2 separate regions of the Anas platyrhynchos genome follow, and region 2 is linked to region 1. Evidence: chromatin contacts called from public Hi-C data. All regions are on one chromosome and are shown on one strand. Each heading gives the region's core, a stretch centred on a gene start, on an enhancer-like site or on the middle of the called end of the contact. The rest is flanking DNA. Distances are from core to core; before and after follow the strand shown.

Evidence for each region. Hi-C and Micro-C count contacts between places; a contact is called where the count stands out from the background.
Region 2: a Hi-C map of subcutaneous adipose tissue shows a contact between it and region 1, with 2.3 times the contacts expected there. The contact joins the promoter of TAMM41 here to the enhancer-like site in region 1. A contact is called at or near these places in 5 of 8 Hi-C or Micro-C datasets (F1 follicle, liver, skeletal muscle and 1 more).

What each region holds. Positions count from the first base shown.
Region 1 is chr13:17,318,112-17,325,565 of IASCAAS_PekinDuck_T2T, reverse strand. ATG7 (autophagy related 7) reads right to left here. Exons shown (of 20, transcript XR_003500288.3): 13 at 7,430-7,454; 14 at 3,081-3,284; 15 at 2,712-2,827; 16 at 1,903-1,978. Among named protein-coding and RNA genes, the nearest start is that of ATG7, 22 kb to the right of the region's middle. Within about 2 kb of position 2,740, at least 1 of the 8 cell types and tissues checked has an H3K27ac peak or open chromatin away from gene starts, as enhancers often do. A contact at or near this core is called in subcutaneous adipose tissue, where this site is marked.
Region 2 is chr13:17,546,198-17,553,651 of IASCAAS_PekinDuck_T2T, reverse strand. TAMM41 (TAM41 mitochondrial translocator assembly and maintenance homolog) reads left to right here and starts at 3,833. Exons shown (of 8, transcript XM_027467765.3): 1 at 3,833-4,244; 2 at 5,354-5,533. The coding sequence starts at 3,972. It overlaps LOC106015210 (a long non-coding RNA gene), which reads right to left and starts at 3,828. Exons shown (of 5, transcript XR_011812543.1): 1 at 3,696-3,828; 2 at 2,405-2,530. It overlaps LOC140003607 (a long non-coding RNA gene), which reads right to left and starts at 1,340. Exons shown (of 3, transcript XR_011812544.1): 1 at 1-1,340.

The sequences.
Region 1 (7,454 bases), core at 1,491-3,990:
ACTTAATAGCAAGATATGATCCATCTCAAATATGGACTTTAATCTGATCTCAAAAGTATAGCCCAAAACAGAAAAATACTGCATGTAAAATCACATAGGGGTATAAAAAAATGGCAGACATCTGACTAGAGTCTCAACATTCTCATAAGGAAATATATAAAATTATTTTTCGAGTAGAAAGGAGTAAACTTCCTAAAGTATATGCTAAATACCTTACTATTTCTAGCTTTTCTTTGGAAAAAAAATTGCTTTTCTTAGATGCTAAGAGAAAATTCAGAACTGTTTTCCAGAGGTTTGGAATAAAGTCATAATTTTGAAACAAAGTCTCTGTAAAACAAGACTCAAAATTTTAACTTTCAAAATTATTGACATTACTTTTAAAAATGAACACCTCGGCATTATTTCATATCAGAGGAAAGCATCAAGATGATTACAGAAAACTATGAAAGATTTTAATTATGCCATACAGTTTTCAACTAAGAAAGCAAAATCTTATTCAGAACTAAATCAGGAGATTATCCTGGATCATCAAATGAGTGACAGACAGATTTGGCTCTTTCTCTTGAGATAGGAGAGCAAAAAGACACTGCAGCAGTTGTCTCAGGTTGGGCCTTGTTGACAACAGCATTAGCATATTAGCTACAAGAGGGTTAAGGGAGTAACTTAGTTTATAATGGAGTGCCCTGACTGCAAAAAACTTGTCATTCTGAAAGTTAAAAACAAATCAATTAACACCAAAGCCAGAAACTGTTGATAACTTTCCAGATGAGCAGATTATGGATTATGACCACCAATGAGGACAGATAGTTGTTACAAAGTACTCTGACAGGATCAAAACAAGTCTGTGGAGAACAAGATATTCTCTACCAATGCTGTAGCTGACAGTGCCCACTGTAACAAGCAGAAAAGCTCCAAGGGCATAGGAGACACACACTTGAGAGAGAACTGGAGAGATTCCGGAGTTAACAGAAAAAAAAAACACAAAAAACAGATAAAGCCCAGGGAACCCCACTGTAAAACATGATCCATGTGTAAATACTGGTTACTACATAAAACTATAAACAAAATTAGACTAATTTTATGTAGACTTCTCTGTGATTAGCTGGACATCACAAAAGAAAGCACAGTAGTACCTTTGTGTTTTTCTGAATTAAGATTCACTCTGAGCACACAAAAAACAAAGAGAATCCAAACACATCATTTATAAACAGAAAAGAATTATTTATACAACAGATGCATCTGAACAAAGAGATACTCAGATAAGCAATATAAAGCAAGAGGAGCAAAAGACTTTAAATCCCCAGTGATACATCACAGGATATCTGATTAAGTGGGTAAGATCAACAGGGCAGTACTTTGAAAGACCGTATCGATACACTGGATAGACTTGTCTTTGTTATTGTGAAAACAGTACCTTAAACACTAATTTGTAACTCTAGTTTGGGTTGAGTAGAACAAAATGAAGACTGATGTACTGCATCCAAAATTCATGAATATTTTAGAGAACTATAATAGATGTTGGCTGAATTTTAACATTATTTTTCAACCTAAGAGTGAATTTAAAAAGAAAATAAGAGCAACTTTGAGATGCTCACAGTCTCAGCTCTGATAGGGAAAAGTCAAAGGTTACATATTTAAATGTTGCCTGTTAGGGGATTCCTCTGTCCAAATAAATTCCTGCTAAGTAGGCAGTGTTGGGACAGAAACATTGCCAGGAACACTACAGCCTTGGCTTTTATGACGGCTTCTTATTTATTTTTAAACCAAGCACGGAGACTCAGTCCTTGTGGGAAAAGAATCTGATCAGCATACAGTGTATTCTATTAAGGAAACAGGCTGAGATATGGATCTTATATCAGTACTCAGCTTTTAAACGAAAACATTTACTCACAGATTACTTACCTGATGAGGAACAAGTCCAAGAGAAGTAGGTGGTTCATTCATTCTATCATCACTACTGCTGGCCACAGCATAACCACTGCCAAAAATCCAAGAATCAAAGTCAGAACAACGACAACATACTGGACAGACTGGACAGTAAGTTACCATACATTTCATTACAGGTTGCAGTTTAGAACCTAGAAAGTCTGTTTCATAGTAGTAACCAGGCTTCAGCAGGAAAATACAAAAATCCTTTGTCAGAATTTGGAGTAACATACTCATATCCAAACCTAGCTCTCCTTCTCTTTCAAAGGTTTTTAAAAAGAAAAACAAGTCTAAATTTCAGGTTAGAGAATTCCAGAGTCATTTCTGAATTAAGCCCACTTAATTTTAGCTAAGATTTTGAAACACTTTGCTTATCTGAAAGCCCTTTGTGTGACAGAAGTGTTTATGACAGTTCCTCATTACACTAAAACACACTCTTCAGCAAAGGAATCCCAAGATCTAGTAACAGGAAACACACTGTTCTTCTGAAATATTCTCAGTACTTTTCTACTTTTGAGCTCAGAAGGAGGGAAAACTGCCAATCTCCAATACAAAAAAGAATATACACAGATTTGATCATTCAGTTCTCTTAATACTGTTAAATTACAGTAACAGAAGATATGGCCTATAAATTAGATTAACTTACAGGCAACATCACACATTACAGAATTGCCCTACTTAACGTGTACTTCCCTCTTCCTTCTCCCAGAAGATTATGTTAAGAAAACACTTATTTCTCAGAGAACATCTCTTAAACACCACTCCTTGTCTCAGAAATGACTCACCCTTCTGGATGCTGTAAAACAGAAACCATTAATTCCACTGCAAGAGCTCCAGCTATCATTGCCAATCCAGGTCGACTGACTGTACACTGCTGATCCAATGTCCGATCCCTGGTGGACTACAAAGATAGACAATTCTAAAAAAAAGAAAAAAGTAACTCAAAAGTAATTAGCTGCTCTACTACACAAAACATCTTTAGTTATGTGCAATTCATTTATTTGATGTTCCAAATAAAATATGAACTATTTTTTAATCATCTATACTTCAACATAAAAAGGATCCCTGACAAAATACCATTTAAAGGAAATAAGAATTCAATTCACAACGAAAGAGATGCATAATCACCACCATTTGCATAAGGTTCTACTCACATCCCCTGGTGCCACAACATCATTGCAGAAATAGCAACCCAGTTTATAGCCAGGGATATTTGAAAAGAGTGATGATCCCAACAGGTCAGAAGAACTGGAGGCATTGCTGAAACACGAATCACCAGATTCTTGCTGTTTTGGTTTCTTTAGTCCATGTCTCATAACAACAAATGTGTCAAATCCCAATGCAGCATTGATGACCAGCTATGAAGAATAAAGACAGAAGAACAAATTTGAACTGAGCTTTAAAGGGGAGGAGGGAAAAAGGCCTTGAGGTTCACTGTAAGTGTCAAAAACAAAACAAAAAAATCTGTATACAGACAACCTCACCACCTATCTATCATCCTAGCCACAAAAACAGCAAACCCCAAACCAGATTCTCTGATATGTGGAAAATTCCCATTGTAATGCATTTAAAAAAAATGCTAAATTGCTTCAGAAGTCCACAATTAGGGGACAATTTCAGGGCAAGGTGATGCAAATGAATGACTTCCTTTTTTCTTTGCACAAACTTATGTACGCTTGCAGACAACACTGGCACAGGAACTCCATAAATGTGTTGCTTTAGTTAACATCTGAAGGCAACTTCACAGTAACATTCAGTGCCTCACTGAAGTTACTGGAGCAGTTATGCACTGAAATGGATCAACACCCGTATATTCATATTTGGCCCAATTTTCACACAGCAATTAGTACTGTTATTGGAACATTTTATTTTGGTTCCTGCTTAGAATTGATTCTCCAGTTTCCTGCACATTCTATACGAAACATTGAAACTCTGAGTGCTACATTATTTCAAATGCCATTTAAGTACCACAGTGGCTATCAGAACAAGCTTTCATACCATCTGAGATTCTCAGTATGTATTCTTTCACTTCACTGTGCTCCAATATAACACTTTAAACACTTCTATGTGACTTCTGTTATCCCCAAAAATCCTGCTCAGAGAGGAAAGCAATTGTTACTTATGGTCTTCATATGCATCTGTTTAGTCACAAGCAGCAATGATGCACGATTGCTTTGTCATCATTTTCCCCTTCAGCTTGTGAGAAGTGCTGAGAGTAATCTGAAGTTTATATAAAGTTAAGCAGATAAAGTTTTTGTTATGACCAGAATATCACAGAACCAGTCCTTAAACTGTCCTTAAACTTAAGTTGGTTTGGGAGGAAGGACTGCAGGTAGATGCAAGATCATTAAGGCAACTGTGGGGAAATTGACTCTTATTTCTACCCATGTACCCCTTCATAGATAAATTTACACAGATTATCATAATGTTCTTCATTTTTCCCCACATGCCTGTTTTGAGACCTTAAGGTCAAAACTTCAGCAGTACTTTAGATTTGCAGCTGCTCTACAAATTCACATTTGAAGTAGAGCTCTCATTATATGCTTAACACAAAGTACATTGAAAAGCTGATGCCAAGCATTTCAGCCGGGAGGCCTTGAGGTTTCCGTGCTGTGCGTATCCCACCTGCATACATCACATTGATCTTATGAAAATGAAATAACAGTGATGCAGTCAGACACTAAGTCAGGCACTAAGCTAACAGCACAGAACTATTGAAGAAATTAAGAAATTTGGCCTCAAAGTACAGTACCAAAGACAACTTCGGTATATAGAGCTATTGCTTAGGATCAGAAATCTCTTTAAATTGACTTAAGATAAAGAATTAAAGAAAATACACTCTAACTTTAGTGGTTACTTGTTTGTAATGCTTAACCTGAGGAAATTGAATAACATTTTAATTTGGCATATGAAATACCATAAGTAATGTCAATTAAGAAAGAACAAACTATATCCTTGGCTTTTGTAAAACAAAACTGAAAAGGAGAGTTCTACTTACTGTTTTCATTTGTTAAATGATTTGAAAAAAATCTTTCTTGCTTGCAAAGCAGGACCAGTGGAAATTCAGTTAAGTTCAGAAGAACAAACATGAGGAGAAAGGGGAATATACTTGAAATTACAAGATAAAACTAATTTGCAAATACCAAAAATCTGTATTCTCTCCTTTGCACTCTTCACTTTTTATGAAAACAGAATCTCAGAATCGTCTAGGCTGGAAGAGACCTCCAAGATCACCAAGTCCAACCTCTGACCTAACACTAACGAGTCCTCCACTAAACCATATCCCTAAGCTCTACATCTAAACATCTTTTAAAACCCTCCAGGGATGGTGACTCCACCACTTCCCTGGGCAGCCTGTTCCAATGCCTCACAACCCTCTCAGTAAAGAAGTTCTTCCTAACATCCAACCTAAACCTCCCTGGTGCAACTTCAGCCCGTTCCCCCTCGTCCTGTCACCAGGCACGTGGGAGAACAGGCCAACCCCCACCTCACTACAGCCTCCTTTAATGTACTTATAAAGAGTGATAAGGTTGTCCCTGAGCCTCCTTTTTCTCCATGCTGAACAAGCCCAGCTCCTTCAGCTGCTCCTCATAGGACTTGTTCTCCAGACCCCTCACCAGCTTCATTGTCCTTCTTGGGACTCTCTCAAGCACCCCCACGTCCTTCTTGTAGCGAGGGGCCCAAAACTGAACACAGTACTCGAGGTGCGGCCTCACCAGAGCCGAGTACAGGGGGACGATCACCTCCCTAGCCCTGCTGGTCACACTGCTTCTGATACAAGCCAGGATGCCGTTGGCCTTCTTGGCCACCTGAGCACACTGCTGGTTCATATTCAGCTGACTGTCCACCATCACTCCCAGGTCCTTCTCTGCCAGGCAGCTCTCCAACCACTCATCTCCCCACCTGTAGCTCTGCTTGGGGTTATTGCGCCCCAGGTGCAACACACAAACAGAAGAAACCACACACAACTACTAAGGATTAGGAAACTAGAGTTGCCATAGCTGAAAAACCACTGAAGAAATTTTATATAGATATATATATATCTATCTCCAATAACATTGACGCAGCCCTGTCACATGTACTGTTTTCTTTTACTGTCTTATGTTAAGTTCGCAACTTAAATTGCTATGGACATCATTACATTTGTGCCACAAAACACACAGGAAGTGCACTGCAGTTAAGCTGACATCTTCAAAGCTTAACATGGGTATTTTCCAATTGTGCTATTTTATCTGAGCAAACATGAAACTGCACAATTCCTAAATTAAGAAATATCAGGATTAGTAGAGACTATTTTACAAAGGTCTATGTCACAGTGGGAAAGGAAATAAGTATTCAGGATAAATTAGTTGGATTCTACAAAACACTATTTTCCCACTGTAGTAATTGAGAGAACTATGCAGTTTCCTGTGAAATTTAGAATATTCTTTCACAGGAAAAGTTTGGATGCCATGTTGTCTTCAAGAATATTCAAATAAAATTAAAGGCTCCACCATCTGTATCTGATTCAGATATCTGATTTGTAGAACATGGCAAAAGTGGCTCAAACTATTCTCCCCAAATGCTTTTGTGACTCTCCTGGAAACATTTCTGTTAAGCTTATACATAACTTCTCAATGTGCTTCATGTATACCTATCACAAAAGATGTTTTGACATTTTGACTACGTTAACGCTTATGCATATAGTGTTACCAATCTCCTATAATATTAACTATACAAAATATAAAGTTTAGGATACTCATTTTTAATATAAGAATTCAAGATCTTAATTTCATGTACTGTAGCCCTCTCATGTCATTTCTATGTCTAACATGACAATATTACTGATACATTGTTGATTGCTTTATCTATTTCTGCATTACCTGATTAAGAGTCATGTACAGAGTTTAGATGCATCAGCTCAGCACAACAGCATATATCAGATAAGTTAATTAGGAAAAAAAAAACTTAACTTTTGACCAAAAGTGGAGATGTGCGTTTTCAGTTCAGAACACACTCTGTTTTTCACATTTTAGATAAATTTTGAAAATACAGTTTCAAACAAGTTGCTACAGTTCACATCCCCTTTCAGTCATTTATTATTTTAATAGATTTAGTCCTCCTTACAATGTTTCTCTTATACAAAGTCACTTCTCTTAGTCACTTTACTATGCACTATCTCCCCTTAGAGATGCTCAAAAGATGATGATTAGAGAAGACCTTGAGCAACATGCTGTAAGCTGGCCCTAAATCAAACAGGGATTTGGATCAGATCATCGCCAGAGGACCCTTTCAACCTATATGCTTCTGTCATTGAAGTACCTATTTCCTCCCTTCAACATTCTCTTTCTGTCTTATACAGAACCTTTGAGGATACAGAAAGCAAGACAACATCTTTGCACAGTCACAACAGACCGATAAAACGTTTCAATGCCCCATATGGGTCTTTTAGGTATATACAGCCGATTGCTAACCTCCTTGTCACTATATTTCAGCTCTTGTTTATCAATGTGTGATATACTACCTTCCTCTTGCTGGCTGCAATAACA
Region 2 (7,454 bases), core at 2,584-5,083, 230 kb before region 1:
AGCTGGTTTCAGCAACAGGTCTGGAAGAGGCACCTGGAAGTACCCAGCTGTTTCTCTGTTCTTGTCAGAAGGTAGCCCCTTGGATACTGAGTCATAATGTCACAAATAAGCTTGTGGGGGGTAAAGGGAAAGGTTTACTAACAAAATGGAACAAGCCATGAGAGTTCCCTAAACACTTCTAAGTGGCCTTGTACCTTAAGCTCTTCAAACCTAAGAAAAAAGATTTTGAACTCCCCCACTCTCTTGTTTAAAATTGATATTTTCAGTTAAAATCCCCAGGAGGTAAATTACCAGGAGGTAACTCAGGTGTGAGACAGAAAAAGAGGACATCTGGTGGCATTTGATGTCACCGTATACAAACAGCAAGCCAATTCACACCTACGTGCAGCTGCACCAGCAAGAGTTAATAAATATAATGCATGCTTTTAGACAAAATATGTAGTTTTAACTGAGGGGAAAAAAAAGTAATAGAGAAACAGATTTAAAACAAACAATATGATACTAGTTTCTGGTTCCAGATGCTGCCACTACTACAAAAAATTACTCTTTATACATTATAATGGTTACAGACACAAGTACTAACTGTCCCCATAGGAGGCTGCCATCTCCAGCAGACATGTGCTATGGAAAGGTAGGACAGATTTCCCATTACTATAAAGAACACAAAGTTGTCGGTTTCATTGGAGGGATATCCATGGAGACGAAACCAGAAGGGAAAAGAGAAAGAGATTTTTCTTAGGAAGCAGCACCACCACAGCTGAGGTACTTACACCACCTAAAATGCAGCACTGCTTACACTATGGAGACCAAATGCTGACCAGGTATCTCAGAAATCTGAGCCCAGTTCCAAACTATCAGATCAACTCGTGTATTGACAGACTGTATGTATTAAGAACTCTGTATTGAGTTCATGAGAACAGTTATTTCTGAACTAGAAATGAAGATTTTGGTATTAAGATAACTGTGAAGATTTGACACTGAAACCTTCTACAGCATGGAGCTTAGCATATGTGCTGAGCAGCACCTACCAACCACTTGGAATTCAGACACTGAACAGTCAATATCTGGGAGATTCCTTGACTCCGAGGAACTAGAGAACACCATGGCAGGGTAGAAACAGAAATTACACTTACAAATAAGCTTTCTAGTTATGTGGCAGGCTACATGCATTTTACTGCCTGTGGCAAAGAATGAGAAAAAAAGGCTGAAGTTTAGACTTCTGTCATGCTCTCTCATGAGAAATATGCTACAGTATTAGAATTTCCTTGTCTGAAAGAGAAAGAATAAAAGCAAAAGAAGACTGTGACATACAGAATATTGTACTTTTACTACACAGCTTTAATACATGGAATCAATCACAGACAAGATTTAAAGGGAGATTTTTTTTTTTTGGGGGGGGGGGGGGGAAAGTACTTGTATCTTTCAAAGTAGCACTGTCAATAAATGAAGAAATCTTACCGTCTCTCTTGCTTCCACCAGCACAAACATGTGTGGTAAAGCACATTGGTGACCTGGTTAAAACTAGACTGTTTTAAAAAAAAAAAAAAAAGTTGGCTTTAACCCACATCAATTCTCCAATCTGTTGCGATATGCAGCCACGCAAACACCTACACTGGTAAAAACGGATAGAAGAAAACTGCTCCCTGCAACAGCAGTGCTGGCTGACAGTGTAAATGAGACTTAAGACCTTCTGGTGTTTGCAGATTTTCTTACCAAAGTTAGCAAAGTAAAAGTTAAACTGAAGAACAGATTAGAGGCCAAGTTCAAAGTTGGTATAAGACATAAAATAACTTCATAAACTTCATATAGACTCTTTATAGGTTACAAGTCACAAACTATTAGTCTCAAAGCTACTTGTGCTAATGGAAACAAAATGAATTTAAAAGTCAGTAATGTACGTAAGAAACATATCTCAGATTTAATCTAAAATACATAAAAGCCAGTTAAGGAAATACACAGAAGAACACAGTGGTAGGAAAGCTATAAATCAAGATCTGAAGTTATATATAAAAATAAAAAAATAAATAAAAATCCACCTTGGGTGCCTCAAATAGAAGTTCTGAGCTGGTAAGATCTAGATTTGTGTAGAAAATTCTAGAATACTTTGACAACATCATTACCCACGTTTTCTTTAAAAACACAACCACTCAAACAAAAATATTCCAGAGGTATTTTTCGCTCCAGAGACTGCTTTGCTAACTTAGTTTTAAATACTAGTAAACACCATAATAATTGCCCTTTGGAATGCTATTAGTTTGTTCACTTGCAAACCAGTTTTTCATTTATTATTACTTATTAGAATAAGGTCATTCTGGGTCAATACTATCCATCCACCCACACCCTACATAAAATATATATTTCAAGATCTTCTACTTTTGTTTTGATTTCATAAAGTTATACTTACCCAAGGGAGATCTAGGAGACCTGTTGGATAGCAGCTTAGGGGAAAGGGACCTGGGGGTCCTGGGTGGACATCGGGATGACCACGAGGCAGCACTGTGCTCCTGTGACCAAGAAGGCCGATGGCATCCTGGGGTGTATCAGAAAGGATGTGGTTAGTAGGTCAACAGAGGTTCTCCTTCCCCTCTACTCTGCCCTGGTGAAACCACATCTAGAATATTGCATCCAGTTCTGGGTCCCTCAGTTCAAGAAGGACAGGGAACTGTTTGAGACAGTCTAGCACAGAGCCACGAGGATGATTAAGGGAGAGGAGCATCTCCCTTGTGAGGAGAGGCTGAGAGAGCTGGGCCTCCATAGCTTGGAGAAGAGGAGATTGAGGGGTGACCTCATTAATGTTTATAAATGGGTAAAGGGCAAGCATCAGGAGGACGCAGCCGGGTGCTTCTTGGTGACATCTAATGATACAAGGGACAATGGCTGCAGGCTGGAACATAGGAGGTTCCACTTAAACATAAGAAGCTTCTTCATGGTGAGGGTGACAGAACACTGGAACAGGCTGCCCAGAGGGGTTGTGGAGTCGTCTTCTCTGCAGACGTTCAAAACCCGCCTGGACGTGTTCCTGTGTGACCTGATCTAGGTGTTCCTGCTCCAGCAGGGGGATTGGACCAGATGATCTTTCAAGGTCCCTTCCAATCCGTAACATTGTGTGGTTCTGTGATAGTGTATTTTCTGTAATAATTACAGATGGTCTCATATATAACATTGCTTTTTAGCAGATGTATAATTCCAGTAATGTATAAAGATCGAATCACATGTTTAAAGCCTCAGACTGGATGTTTAATGCCCCCCTTTTCTCATAACAGCATACAGCCTAAATGGGATGATTTGAAAGCCATAAAAACATGAAAGATAACATGTGATCCTAAAGAAGACAGATGGAAGAAAGAATAAAATGTTGAGGAAACAAGATAGGCTTCCATCTCATAAACAATTTTTATGTATTTAATACTGAGCTACATTTATTATATAGGACTTGAAAATTAAAGCCGACATGCTCAGCAGAGTACTTCATACACAAGGAGAGTGTGAGACAGTCGTGAGCACAAATGTGATGATTAAACGTCGTGGGCTTTCTGTTTTCACAGCATGGGAGAAGTGTGAAGGAGCATAGAGCTGACAAGAATTCCTGAGGGAAGCCTCGAATCAGCGGGACACATGAAAAAATGGACAAGGGGAAAAGGAAAACAACCAAAGAACGGGCACAGAATTGCGATTACTGAACAAAACCAACCAACCATAAATAAATAAATAGATAGATAGATAAAAAATAACAGCAGTTGAAACAAAATGGGGGGGAAAAAACTACAAGCCCATCGTGTGGGGGCTGCGACACCCTGCCAGCGGCGGGGCAGGCACCCAGGGGCCGCTCGCTCCCTTCCCGCCCGCAGGCAGGGCCGGGGCGGCGCTGAGGGGGGCTCAGCCCCAAAGCACCGGAGGCCGCCGCGGGGACCCCTGGCACCTCGGTGGGTGCCGTCCCGGGGCTGCGGGGCACTACAGCGGGTTTGAGCGGGATGGCGGCGGCGCCAGGCGGCAGAGGGCGCTGTGTGACGGTGCCGCTGCCCCTTCCCGGCGCGGCCTCTCCTCCCTGCGCCGCCACTGCCGCCGCCTCAGCCGGCGGGCGGGGAAAGGCGACAGAGGTGGCCGCCATGGCGCTGCCGGTGCTGTCGAGCTCGGGGGTGAAATTCCGGCGGGTCCTGGCGCACTTCCCCCAGGAGCTCAGCCTGGCCTTCGCCTACGGCTCCGGCGTCTTTCGGCAGGCGGGGCCCTCGGCCGGGCACAGCGAGGTGAGCGCGGCTGCCCCCCCCCGCCTCCACGCCCCTCGTAACCTCCCCGGGGTGGCCGGGGGCTGCTGGGGCCGCTGCGGCTCGGGCACGGGGAGGGGCGGGGGAGCGGAGCCGGCCCGCAGCCACCGGGAGGGGCCGGGCAGGGGGCGCCGGGGGCCGCAGGGAGCCGTGGGCCTGTGGCTGACAGTCCTCGAGGGCAGTTAGGGGTTCAGCTGCCCTTTTGTCGCGTACCTGGGAACCCTGCTTCACAACACAGCTTTGCATTTTTTTAGCTTTTACGTTTTGGTTATAAGGAAGTGCCCGGGCTCGTTCGTGCTGTCCGCAGGATGCGGGTACCTGAGGCAAAGCGTGTTGTTACCCAGGGCTTCTGGGTGCCCACGTTTGGGGTCAAACCACCGGGGAACAGCTTGGGATCTCCCCGTGCCTGCATCTGACTTCTTAAAGCAGCTCATGGGCTGCGTTGTGCATTCACACTGGCCTGTTAGGCATGCTCCACAATTGGGGCTTTAAGTGTTGCTTACTTCCAGAGCAGGAAGTCTAAGGAATTTGAAGCACTATTACTCAAAATATTGGTTTACGGTAGGGATGAGTGGTGATTTTGCAGCTCCTCTGTGCAAAGGGATGTGTGGACAGTATTCTTTGGGAGAGCAGCACAGTGCTGAATGTTACAAGTTAATGTGTGTGGATCGCTTTGTTAATAAAAGCAAGTACAGTAGAAGTACAGTTTCTTGATTTCTGTGTGCCCTCATCTCCCAGTTTGTGGCCGTGTGTATTAGCAAAAGTTCTCTTCATTAGCAGTCCTAGCTGGGAAGTGGTGCTACTGAGACCTTGTCGTGTGTTCCCGGTGTTATGGAAGGCTGAAGGTTGGCGGTGTAACAGGGAGGGCAAGGAAAATTTTGGACCATCACTGGTGGAGTGACCTGAAAAACATACAGCTCCATTGTAACCTTCAAGTTGTGTCCAATGTTAAGCCTTGTGCGTTCGATCTTGTTTTTAATTAAGTGACCATTATTAGCTGGTAGCTAGCTTATTATGCAGGTATTGGATTAATGTGATTAACATTGTTTCCTTCCTGATATGAAAACCAGTACTTTTCTCTGTATCCACAGAACAATATGCTGGACTTTGTGTTTGCAGTTGATGATTCGGTGACCTGGCATATGATGAACTTATTAAAGAACAAGAGTCATTATTCCTTCCTAAAAGTTTTTGGGCCAAAACAGATAAGTAACATACAGAGCTATGGAGCAGGGATTTACTACAACACTTTAGTGCCATGTAATGGTAGGGTAAGTATGAGTTTTAATAAGTTAAATGTTTGTGCATGAAATATTGAAATGATTAGCTTAAAGCAGATTTCTGTGCAGGAAGCACATCTGATAGACTGCAATTGATGCTTAATTGGTGATATTTTCAATATTTAGGTCTCAAACTGTTTCACAAATATCATACTAATTAAAAAGCAGCTGTTCTAGCACTTTACAAACATGGGTAATGTTTGAAATTCACAACTAAAGCACTTCAGAACCTGAATTTACATTCCTTATCACTTCCAGTTTTGCCAGTGGCCATACAGTAGTATATCACTGCTTTGTGTTGGGGGGGGGAGATGACGACACAGCCTTCAATTCAGCAGTTGACCACATAGTAATAGCAAACTAGATCCTTTCTGTTTGTTTGACATAAAACAAACAAATAAACAAAAACCACAGGTGTTTAACATAGCAAGCTGTAATTGACATCTGTGTTGTTTAATGGCAAACATCTTTACCTGTGATGTTTGGGTACAGTTAATCATTCCAGGCAAGTAGTACTTGTCCAGCAAGGCCTACACCACAATTATGTGTAGACTGTATTTGGAAAGAGGAGTGCAGGAAGGAGGCAGGGGAAGGAAGTGTGTATTTCTGTTTATTGGTGCTGATTTAGACTAATTTTTGCCATGTGGTAACAAACTGGATGTAACAGAAGCAAGTTCTGTTAAGAAAATTGGAAGTTACATGAAGGACAGTTGTGGGAAAAATGCCGTTTGTACAAACTGAAGTTTCTCAGAGCACGAAATTGCAGTAACGTTGGCTACGTGTCAGAACTCTTCATATGATGCTGGAGAGCTAGTTTAAAAAAATTACTATATACTTGCAATTTTGTTTAGGTATCTGGATGAGGCAAGAATTTGGAGTTTAAACTTTGTTCTCTTTACATCAAAATTTATTTTAGGGATCAGTTACCTTTGTGATGCAATTTGGTTCTTTCTGGCTCTTTATACGCCTATCTAATAACTAGTTATATCACAGTCTGTGGTCCTTTGTTATCCAGAATTTCTGAACTTGGCTGCCTTGCTTTGGTGATAATCTTTGGAAACTCAGGATGTGCAAACTGGTAACTGTTAAGAGGTCATCTTACTTCTTCCATAACATCAACTAAAAAATCACAAATTGTTTTCTAGCATCAAAGAGTTTCTAAAAATAATAATAAAAGCTTCCTGATACTTCTTCCCTTCCCCCAGTTACAGTATCCATAAATGTCTTTATAATTTATTTCAAATTGCTGACAAATTCTTCATTATTTTTCATATCTTCATAGGAAATCCTTCAATTCTTCATATCTTCTTTTTTTTTTTTTTTCCATTATATCTCTTGAGAGATACTGTGGAGTATTCTAACTACTGCATAGTTTTGCTGGTGTAAAACTAAGTGTAACTTAAATCTTTTAAAGAACAGATTCATTTTAATGTTCAAATTTCTTCAGGTCAGTCTCTATCTAGACTAGGTTACTTTAGGATTTGAAGAACATTTTCCTTCAGGAATTGATCCGGGAATAGTTTTATTGGAACTTCCTTTCCAGAAAGGATTTTAGAGGGTCCTTTGTGTCTTCCATTACACTTTTTTTTTTTTTTTTTCCAGAACACTGCATGCAAGTGTGACTTTTTTTTTTTTTTTTTTTTACTGCCTGTGTTTTGGTAGATGCCCATGCATTGGTTTTCTTTAAAACTTACTTTACTTAAAAATTCTAGTTTGATTTTGGAACTCCTTTATCTTGTTTTAGGCTATCAGTGTTGCTATTTGACTTCTTTTTTTTCTAGTAAGTAGTTGCATTGCTCCTTCTTCTTGTATTGTGTTCTTGCTTTCTTCCAATTATCCTGTCTTTTTTTTTTTTTTTTTTTTTAACTAAAGAAATACAAAAAGCCCCAAACCAAGCTTACTATGGAGCTAC